Regions from separate parts of the Mus musculus genome. Here region 2 is linked to region 1. The links are chromatin contacts, called in public Hi-C maps. All regions are on one chromosome and are shown on one strand. The core of a region is the stretch at or near the end of the contact, and the rest is flanking DNA. Distances in the headings are between cores, read along the strand shown. Region 1 overlaps Pik3c2g (phosphatidylinositol-4-phosphate 3-kinase catalytic subunit type 2 gamma). Region 2 overlaps Gm30056 (a long non-coding RNA gene).

Region 1 (5,291 bases), core at 938-3,437:
GCAATGGAGACAATATTGGGTTTAAATATACATAGGTGGGGTTGGAGCGATCACTCACTAGTAAGAGCTTGTGCTGCTCTTGCAGAGGATCTGAGATCAGTTGCTAGCACCCATATCTACTGGCACAATCTATTGTCACTCCTGCTCCAAGGGATCAAATGCCAAAACAACTATTAACTTTATACATACATCCCTATAGGTAGATGATGGAGATAGAGATAGAGACAGAGATGATATAGAGCTAGAGATAGATATGGAATATATGTATATAAACACACACAGAGAGAGAGAGAGAGAGAGAGAGAGAGAGAGAGAGAGAGAGAGACAGAGACAGAGACAGAGAGAATTTGTCTAAATGGTTGGATACATTGAGAGATGTGACAGTTGAAAGCCACAGTTGCAGATGTGGCCTGAGGAGTCATTAGCACAAGTAAGTGCGACCAAGCCAACACTGCCAGTCCTAGAGATGAGTCTCCTGCCTGCCCTCCTGGGTTATTCCTGGCATCTTAACTTTGCTGTTTGTAAACGTGAGCAATTCCGGGCCAGGGAGATGATTCATCAGGTACAGGTGCTTATGTCCAAGCCGACCACCTGAATCCAGTTCTTGGAACCATGGTTTAAAACGAGCAAATTCTCCTCACTCCTGGCTTTTCTCCTCATCCCTGCTTCTTATCTTGATTTACAGTGGTGTCAATACCCAACCAGGAAGAAAGCCATGTTTCATTTTCTCTTTTTTTTCTGATTCTCTACAGCAGTTATTAATTTCATTAAAAACACTTAGCAGCCTGCTACATTCCTTCCCAGCCTTCACTGCAGGCATTATCACAGCAATTTACATCTATATGATGCCTAAATGGTTTCGCTAACTTTTCTTTACACCTGATGGTGGAAATAAATTACTGTCATAACTTCTGAATTGTGAGCCCAAAATCTGAGCAAAATGATGGTACTCTCTTCACTACAAACACTTGGTCATTTTTTCATCTCCCTATGCACTACTCAGTGGTGTCTGTACTCTGTCTTTACACTCCTTCATAATGTAAAACTTGGAAACTCTTATCAGTCATATATATATAAATATATATATGATCTAGTTAATTCTTCAACAACTATAAAACTATATAACTATATATAACTCTCTCTCAAACTATATATAACTACATAATTATATAACTATATAACTATGTATATATATCCTGGCTAAGAATACCTTTTCTTTTCCTTTCTTGACTATTGGAAGTCTTTATCTTACTTTGACCACTTTTAAAGTCCTATCTTCCAGTTTTGATCATTTTTGTTCATGTCAGATATGAAGTTCCTTGAGAAGACAACTGGACCTTTACTTTGTATTGAAATTGTTTAAGCACTAGCATGGTGCTTTTTTAGCAAGTGGAATCTATTGAACATCTAGTGCATAATGACTGCATAGGTGAATGAATAAATGATTAGAGAAACACTAAGTATTATTATGTTTTAAAGCCTCACTATGGCAAACTTAATACTACTAAATAACAAAACTCAGCTCTAGAGCTACACATTTCCTATGGCAAGTAGAATCTAGATTAGCTTTTTTCTTGTCTAGCACTGGATGTTTCAGAGATGTCTATGGACTGACTGAGAAAGATTCTTGTTTTAACCACTGCATGAACATTTATTTGCTAAGAACAGAGTTCTGTGGAGTCTGAATTACATTCTAGTCTCTCTGGACTCACAATAGCTTGTTCAGGACTCTGTCAAATATTTTTATTGGGTCACATAGTATACTTACTTTCTCCTCTGCCAATTTATATATTTTTATCATCTATCTATCTATCTATCTATCTATTATCTATCTATCTATCTATCTATCTATCTATCTATCTATCTGCTGACACATGCATACTATGACAAAACCGATGAGTCCAACTCTCTTTCCATCATATGACTGAATATATGTAACAAGTCTCGTTTCCTGTCCTATTCCTTTGAAAGGAGTCTTTGAGTCTTTATAATACAATAAAATACAAAGCCACCTATCTATCTATCTATCTATCTATCTATCTATCTATCTATCTATCATCTTCCACTTAGCTGTATCTGATCCAATGCAACTGTGTTTCAGTGTTTTTGTACAGAGTGCATGGGTGATATGTGTAACTGGGGCAGCAGGAAGAGAAAAGGCAGCTGGTACAGATATGAGCCAACACTGGATGGATGAGTCATGTGTTTTTAAGGACAGGAGTTTTGTTTTGTTTCTATTCTCCTGCTACTAAGTCCAGCTCTCTTTTAATAGCTTCGCTTAGGGAAGCAGTGCTCTTTCCTTACCATATAGGGAATCGAGAAAGATTTCTGCTGGGAAATCTCTGATATAATAATGGGAGTGATAAACATTTGAAGCCGGTGAATGGTCCCTGTGTTCTTTGAGAGTCTTCCATAATAGTTCATATTGATTTTTTTAATGGGAGAAGAGCTGAGGAGGCACAGGCTTTTATATTGGTGAACTCAGCCAGGAGCACACTTGGGTCTCCTACAGATGTTGCTTTTAAGCAAGATGAGAATTACATAGATTACTCCTTGCTTGCTTTTCCCATGTGGAAACAAAAGCACAGCAGATATCTGGCAACAAGATGCTTTCTGCTGGGGACGGGTCATTAACTCCACATTGAACCGACTGCACGCCTGTGCCTCATGATCCTGGGTATTGATCATTTGCAGAAGCCAGCCTTGATGACCCGGGCCAGGCATTTCTCAACTTGTAACTGGGTCATGGTGTAGTGCATTGAACTGTGCTTAAAGACATCAACACAAGAGTCAGAATGGAGAAAAAGGTCATATTAAATGTGTATATAGAAAGCAGAATTTTTTTTTTACAAATTTAAATTTGGTTTTAATTTAAAAGAGGTTTTAGCTAGACAGTGTGTGGTCCTGAAATAACCACTGAAGACTTTATCTGAAGAGTCACAGAGGACTCTTATATACTAGAGTATGTACATACTGGAGTAAAACAGGGAAACTGGCTAGAAACCAAGAACCACACACCCCAGTATGTGCACTCCAGTACAGTATGATTTTCACTTACAAATGCTGGGATCCTCAGTTACTTATATGCACAAATTTTATCATCACTCTTCAACTTAAAATTTTAAGTCTCTAGGTTTTATATTTTATCCTCTCATTAATAGTTCCTAGCACATAGTAGGCTCTTGAGAGCTCATGGACTCATGAGTAAGATCTTGGGAGAGTCCAACTAGATCATGCCAGAGTTTGACAGTACATGAGAATTGATAGTGCCTAGAAATTCATTATATAAATAAAGTCATTTTCCTTGATTTAGTGCTTGTAGAGTTAGTTTTCTCTGTGTCATAGAATTAGCTTGTTATGAGCTGTAAGCCATCCCATAAAAGCAATAGAGAAAAAGAGAATTGGGAACTAGAACAAAGATCTATAAAGAAAAATTCCTGGCTACAGTTGGAGATCCTGATGCCTGGGGATGTTACTCAGTAGGAGAGATGCAGGCTCAATTCCTATCACAGAATAAAAAAAAAATACTGAACCAAACCAAACCAAAAGAACACAAAAAATCCCCCTGAATTATGAAGTAATTAGTAAAATTGAGAAATTGACCCTTCAGTTTTAATGAATACTAATTTGAATTTTACATGTGAGTGCGTGATCTTGTAATGGTCAGTTCATTTTTTAATTGATTGCTTTGATTGGTTGGTTGATTGATTTTTGAGTCAAGATTTCATGTAGTCCAGGCTGGCTTTAAACTTGCTTTGTAACCAAAGATGACCTTGTACTTCTGACCCTCCTGCCTCTTTCTCCCAGGTTCTGCATTTTGGAATTACAAGTGTGTAGCACCACAGCCAATTGTCTTCAGTGCTGGGCCAGCACTTTACCAACTGAAATATATTCCTAACCTGACAGTATTTAAAGTAAATTAACAATTATCTTATATTATCACATTAATTAACTGAACTCTACTATATGGCAGATACTATCATAAATCCTTTATGTTAATTATCAGCTAGAGTTATGAAAATTAATCTATTAATATCTTAGCATAATGCCTGGTCCATATGATGCATTTATTATCAGGCAATTTATCCATCAATTCCATAAGGTAAAAGTTATTATCCTCATTTTAAATGGAAACAGTACATAGGTTAAGTATAAATTTAACCTTTAAATGCTAAGCCTGCATTCAAAATTAGGGAGATCCAACCACCAAATTTGTCTCCTCAACATCTACTAGCAGAATTGAAGTTTCTAAGCCAGCCATTTTTTACTCCAAAAAACACAGATAGATAAACTAGTGGTATGCTACTCTCCTGTGGATGGATGTAATTGTTACAATGGATGTATGCACTTAAAGAAATCATTATATCATTTTCCAAAAGATATTTCTATTGGCCACTTCTTTCCTTTTACCACATGACTATTTCTCATCTCTTTGCTATGGACATTGGGAGAAAACACTGAATCCTTCCGGACCCAAAGCTCAGCAGAACCAATGCATGACACTCAACGCATCAATCTACAGTCTGCTCACTAACTCATCAGTGACATGTTTAGACTTATTTCGTTGTGAGGTAAATGTGCATGTGTGTGTATGTGGTTTTGTGCCTATTTGCATGCAGGTCCCTGTGGAGTACAGACAAGTGCATCATATCCCTGGAGCTGAAGTTAAAGGCAGTTGTTGGACTTGTGAGCTGCCGGGTGTGAGGGCTGGGAACTGAACTCGGGTGCTGTGCAAGAGAAGTTTATGCTTTTAAACCGCTGAGCCATCTCTCCAACTCCAGAGTTTGTATTCTTGACCCTGAATTTCTTAATATGAATGAATAGCGCTCAAGTGTTCAAAGGCAGATATTGAGACAAAAGAGCCAGGATGAATCTGCCTCATCTATGTTATGAAGTTTACTTCATATGTAAGTCAAATGGGGACAATACAGCCAAAGAAGTTAGTTTAAAAATGACTTTTTTTTTCTGAGCCCTAATCCACTCTGCATGGGGATCCCCTCTGAATGCACTAGTAACTCTGTGTTTGGTGACTTCCAAGATGAAAACTATGAACTAACTGTAAGTTGCCAAGAAACATGTTTGCTTGCTCACTCCTTTCTGCGTTAAAAACTGTTTTAAAATGGAGGTGGGGGAACTCCAAACCATTAGAAGTAGACAGCTGGATGAGACACCATGGAAGCTTTCTACTCTCCAAGGGACTTACCATCTCTAGAAGGCTCAGGATCAACTGGCTGTGTTTCCTGACGATGTTGTAAGCTCTGCAGCAAAGCTCCACGAAGTCTTGAAAATGC
Region 2 (5,291 bases), core at 1,190-3,689, 220 kb before region 1:
TTATACCTGTAGCTAGTGGAGCATTTATCAATTACAATGCCCTGGCCCCTGCTATCTCTTTCCAGGATGTTCTGTTTTGTCTAAATGACGAGGTGAACACTAATGGCTGTGTAATGACATTTTCCCAACAACTACCCAGATTGTCCTGGGGGACATTTCTCTGAGGAGTGACCTTTATTTCTCAGTGCCTACCTTAACCATTTTCCTTAAAAGAGGTCCAGGTGTCGAGTAAATAAACGCTTGAAGTGACCAAGGGAATCACTTAAGAATGTCTTTTGTAATTCAAGCAATCACCTCCTAAGGTTTGATTCGCTTGCTGTCTGACAGTATACTGTTCTACGGGCAGATGCGTGCTCTTATCAGAAGATAACGTGCACACACGTTATCAAGTATATCCCATGGTTTGAAGAAAAGTGCATGCAGACGGCGGGTACAAATAAAATCCAAAGGAGCAAGCACACCAACTGCAACAAAGGGCTCCCTGTGAGGACTTTTTTAGCATGAGAATATAGCAGAAGGAAGCACAAATCTAAAAGGGAATGAGCAAATTGATATAAATACGAGAACAGGAGAAGGAGTTTTCTAATTAGAATGAGCTAAATATTGAAAATAAAAGAAGATTCAAGCGGAAAAAGTAGGGTATTTGTAAAGCATATTCCGAGCTTAATTAGAGTTGCTTTTCCTCCCTGATTCTTGGTAACAATTAAAACTACCATCCTCTTCTCAGTAATTCCTCTCCAAGAAAACCCGCGTCCTCCCCAGTCATACCAAATGTCAAGTGCCACAGCAGAGGAAGACAGTCAAGTCCGTCTCTGCACTGCTCGCACCACACAGTCGAAGGCTTCTTTGATTAAGGCTCATCCACCCAGACGCTCAGCATGGCTCCTGCTGAGCAGTCATAAGTAGCGGAAGACTGAAAGTGTACATAAAATTCAAATTCCTCATGGTCTCCCAGCAGAGAAAATGTAGTTTCCTAGAAGATAAAAATGTACTTGGCCAGATGTGTAAATATTTCAGACATTCAAATCTTGAGCTATCTGAACAAACTCTCTTGTTTTTAATACTTCATTTAATATGTAAGGACACTGAATTAGACTCTTGGGGTTTCAAATGTCCTCTCCCATTCCCTGGAGGTTACGTTTCTCTTGGTTATTATCTGTGTTATAAAGACAACATCATTATCACAACATCTTGCAATGGAAGGGTTTTAGTTTAGTTTTGCTTCGTCCAAGGTAGTGGCATCCTTCTTGCCAGGCCCTGCTCATGGCTCCGATTTCATACATTTCCCTGACCCCGACTTCCCCAACCCCTACTGCCACAAACCTCTACCTCATACATAAAGATAATTTGAATACAAGTATCTTCCAATCAGGGCTGTCCTTTCCCTCATCTTAAATTAATCAATTGACATAATTTGTTATTGTTTGCTTTGAGGTAGGGTCTCACGCATCCCGGGCTGCTTCACACTTGCTGTGGAGTTGAGAATCGCATTGAACTTCTGTTTCCCTGCCTCTACCTCATCAACGCTGCCTCTGCAGGCTCGTGCTGGGAATTGAACCCAAGGCTTCATTTATGCTGGTCTCTCTACAACTGAGCTACAGGTACAGGTAAGTGTTTGGGTTTCACGTTGTAGTCTAGGCTGGCCTTGAGCTTGCAGCGATTATCGTGTCTCAGTTTACTGTGTGCTGACATTCCAGGCATGACCCATGTCTCCTGGTTTATTAGTTTCTAAATAGACATCAGATTTGAGTCTTTATAGATCCTAAACTTTTTTTTACTCATATTTTTTACAGATGTGCAATTTAATCAAATTACTAAGTTTCTCTAGGGTCCAAATAGATTCATAGCTTGGCATAGAAATATGAATATTCACCCAAACTGGCATTAATTAAGTCTATAAATAACCTCTCTGCGCTACAGGCCACATTTTGCAGCCAAATGACTCAAGTCAGTTCTGTTTTGTTGTAGAAAACAGGGCATGAGGTCGCCTGACTTCCGGGGCTGAACATTTTAGAGTTGTGCACTTGCCTGTCTAGTGGGCGAGTTTTGAGAGGGCTTCTCAGTAGGACTTTTTCTCACTGCTACACTGGAAAGTCTGACAAGAGGAAGTTTAAGGGACAGAGGGCTTATCTTGGCTCATAGGGTCAGGGGATACAGCCTGTCATGGCCCAGACTCCATGCTGGCAGGAGCCTGCTCCTGGATTCCTTACTTCCTCGCCTAGCTGTGCTGAGGACATGGTCTGGGGCACAATGTTCAAGGTGACCTGTTTCCACCAGTAAGCCTCTATCTACCTACTGGAAGTTCGTCAGTCTCTCAAAATAGCTCCAGCAACTGCGGTGGTAGGGGGCGGTGTTTAAACACATGCAGCCTGGGACATTTCATATACAGAGCGAAACAGGCCTGGAGTGGAGGCTGAGCGTTCTGACGTCAGGACACTGCCTCTAGCCCAGGCTTCACCCGTCACCTGGTCACTTTCCTAACTGGAGCAGACCATCAGTCCTGCAGCTCACTCTCAAACTGATGACAGCCAGAGCCGCGCAGGGTTCTACCCCAAGGGACCCTCTTGTGGCTCCACTCTTCCTCTCTTACCCCTCTTGTGCCCAAAGTTTCTGGAGGGAACTTTTCAATGTTATCACTTTTCTATTATATTTGAGAGGTCAGTGAAAAAAAAATACCAGCTTTAGTCTGTATTAATTCACACAGCGGCCAAATTCAATGAAGCATATCTAATTTGAAAAGTGATGGATATCTATAGTTAATGAGCTAAAGCTGTGTTATGCTAAGGTTATTTGAAAATAGAGAGAGATTAGAAGTGGAAGTGACAGTGTATTTCCCCCCACAGATCAGTCTACTAACACAGAGAGAAATTACTGAGCTCTTAAAATATGCTAAAAACTAATGTACAATCTTTTTTTCTTTCATACAGTATTTGAAATGTCACCAAGCGGTGACCTTTTTTTGTTATTGTTGCATGGCTCCCATTGGTTCTACATATTATCCCAGTATGAGCACGGACACTGTCTAACCTGTCACTGAATATAAACTTAATGCTATGGGGTGTTGTTTCCAAAATAAACTTGACCTTGGTGCTTCACACGAATTAATCATGTTCTCTCCCGCATCACAACGAGAACACCAACTGGGTATGAATAATGGGTGTAAATTTTTAGATTAATTTCGAGCTCTTTAGTCATCGTAGAAACACCAGATGAGGTTAAATTAGGATTCTGACTCTGTATCAGGTATCCAAATTGTCGGATGCTTATAACATAATTGGTTTAGAGGATTTTCTCGAGCACTAGCTAAAATGGTTGCACATTAAGAGTGAAGGGACTTACACAGCACTCTCCGGGCTTGCTGCTTTTCGGTTATCCCTATAGTCTAACTCGTGTCCATCAATTTAGGTGATAAGGACTGGCAATGTGGACCCCAGCCATGCACAAAAGATAAAGCAGTAAAATCTGAAGGACGAGTGAAAGTAGACTTAGAGAAATAAGAATCACCAAAGCCTTGCTGAAGATGGAATTAATCCGTTAATAGCCTTTTAAAATAAAGTCAGTTCATTTTCTGTAACTGACTAGAGATCACATAGACCATGCTGCCCTTCACAGGTGAAGACCAGGGCTTTCTTTCAGTCCCAAGATTTAGGGGGAAAAATTGAACTTAATGTCTTTGATTATTTGGTCAAGAATAGGATACCCAACACCTTCGCATTGTGTGATTATATAAAGTGCTGTGCTTTGATTCGTTGTAGAATGAGGTAAACATAGATGGATCATGCACAGGAATAAACACAGAAACCAGTGATTTACTATGATGGAAAGTAATATTCTGAGTTTGGAGAAATAGTGTCTACCTGCTGTATAAGCATTAGTTTTCCAGCTAAAGAAGTGTGTGTGTGTGTGTGTGTGTGTGTGTGTGTGTGTGTGTATGTATGTATGTATGTATGTATGTATGTGTGACAAGGTTTTATGGTGCCCAGGCTTGCCTTGTTACCTTGAACTTAATTCTTAATTATTCTTAATTTTCTCTCTCTCTGTCTCTCTTCCTTCCTTCCTTCCTTCCTCTTCCTCTCCCTCTTCCTCTTCCTCTTCCTCTTCCTCTTCCTCTTCCTCTTCCTCTTCCTCTCTCTGTCTTTCTCTCTTCCTTTTTCTTTTTTTTGAGACAAGGTCTCTCTGTGTAACAGCCCTGGCTAGCCTGGAACTCACAGAGATGCACCTGCTTCTGCCTCCCAAGTGCTAAGACTAAAGGTGTGCACCACCATGACTGCCTTAAACTTGATTTTACCTGGTGCTGAGAATTTAACCACACAGCTTTTGTACACTCTAGGCAAGCACTCTACCGCCGAATTCTGTCAGCAGCCCTAGATTTTGCAGAATATAAATGTGTATATATAAGTTATATTTCCCTTTTTGTTATCAAGGTAGCTAGTTTCATGTATAAAAGTTCTTTCTGGCTTTGCTTTCATTCCTCTTGGGGATGATTTCTGTTAAATAAAATTCACACCAGATGGCTCTTCAGTCATACATGAGTTACTCTTGTGGATGATGAGTGCTGCCCACATGATAAAGTCTAGAAGTACCTGGAGACTGGCCTCTGGACACGATTGTGGGCGGTTATCTTGATTGCTGTTTAACTGGGTAGGAACACCTGCCCACTGTGAGCGAGACCATTCCCTGAGCAGGAAGCATCTTGAGATCTATGATGGAGAAAGTGAGCTGAGAATTAGCATCTTATTCACTAATTGCTTTCTGCTTCTTTACTTTGAATGTGATGTGACCAGCTACCTAGGGCTCCTACTGCCTTGTTTTCCCTGCCTTAATAGACTGTGCTTCGAACTATGAGTTAGAATGGTTCCATCTCCCTAAGTTTCTGTTGTTAGGGTATTTTGTTATGGCATTAGAAAAGGAAACCATGCCTGTAAGTGACTAACATTGGAATTTTGTATTAAAATTGGAGTGTAGGGCTGAGATCATCTGTGATGGTGTGAGGTAGGCCTGAGGATGGTGTAAGATGGGCTGAGGTTTCAGTTTCCCCAAACTCCCCTACTCCTGAAGGGATGCTGGAAATGACCCCCTCAGGATCGTTTCCATTATAAGCCTGTGTCTACTGCTTACAGGTGTGTAAGTAGATACCCTTTTTTTTTGTTTTTTTGTTTTCTAAATAAATCTCTGTGGGATGAGGGTGGTATAAGCCACTGTTATTATCAGTCTAGGACTGGATGCTCTGATCATCAAGACATATATTAAATTCCACACAGCTAATTAAACACCGATATTTCCTAATCTGA

What was found. A called contact is a pair of places that touch in the nucleus more often than the background predicts.
Region 2: a Hi-C map of the N1E-115 cell line shows a contact between it and region 1, with 2.0 times the contacts expected there. The contact joins two enhancer-like sites. A contact is called at or near these places in 7 of 484 Hi-C or Micro-C datasets (the N1E-115 cell line, cortical neurons, liver and 3 more).

What each region holds. Positions count from the first base shown.
Region 1 is chr6:139,875,372-139,880,662 of GRCm38.p6, reverse strand. Pik3c2g (phosphatidylinositol-4-phosphate 3-kinase catalytic subunit type 2 gamma) reads right to left here. Exons shown (of 34, transcript NM_207683.3): 26 at 5,204-5,291. Among named protein-coding and RNA genes, the nearest start is that of Plcz1, 160 kb to the left of the region's middle. Within about 2 kb of position 2,187, at least 40 of the 459 cell types and tissues checked have an H3K27ac peak or open chromatin away from gene starts, as enhancers often do. A contact at or near this core is called in the N1E-115 cell line, where this site is marked.
Region 2 is chr6:140,092,694-140,097,984 of GRCm38.p6, reverse strand. Gm30056 (a long non-coding RNA gene) reads left to right here. Exons shown (of 3, transcript XR_001785445.1): 2 at 1,435-1,607. Among named protein-coding and RNA genes, the nearest start is that of Gm30056, 5.9 kb to the left of the region's middle. Within about 2 kb of position 2,439, at least 10 of the 459 cell types and tissues checked have an H3K27ac peak or open chromatin away from gene starts, as enhancers often do. A contact at or near this core is called in the N1E-115 cell line, where this site is marked.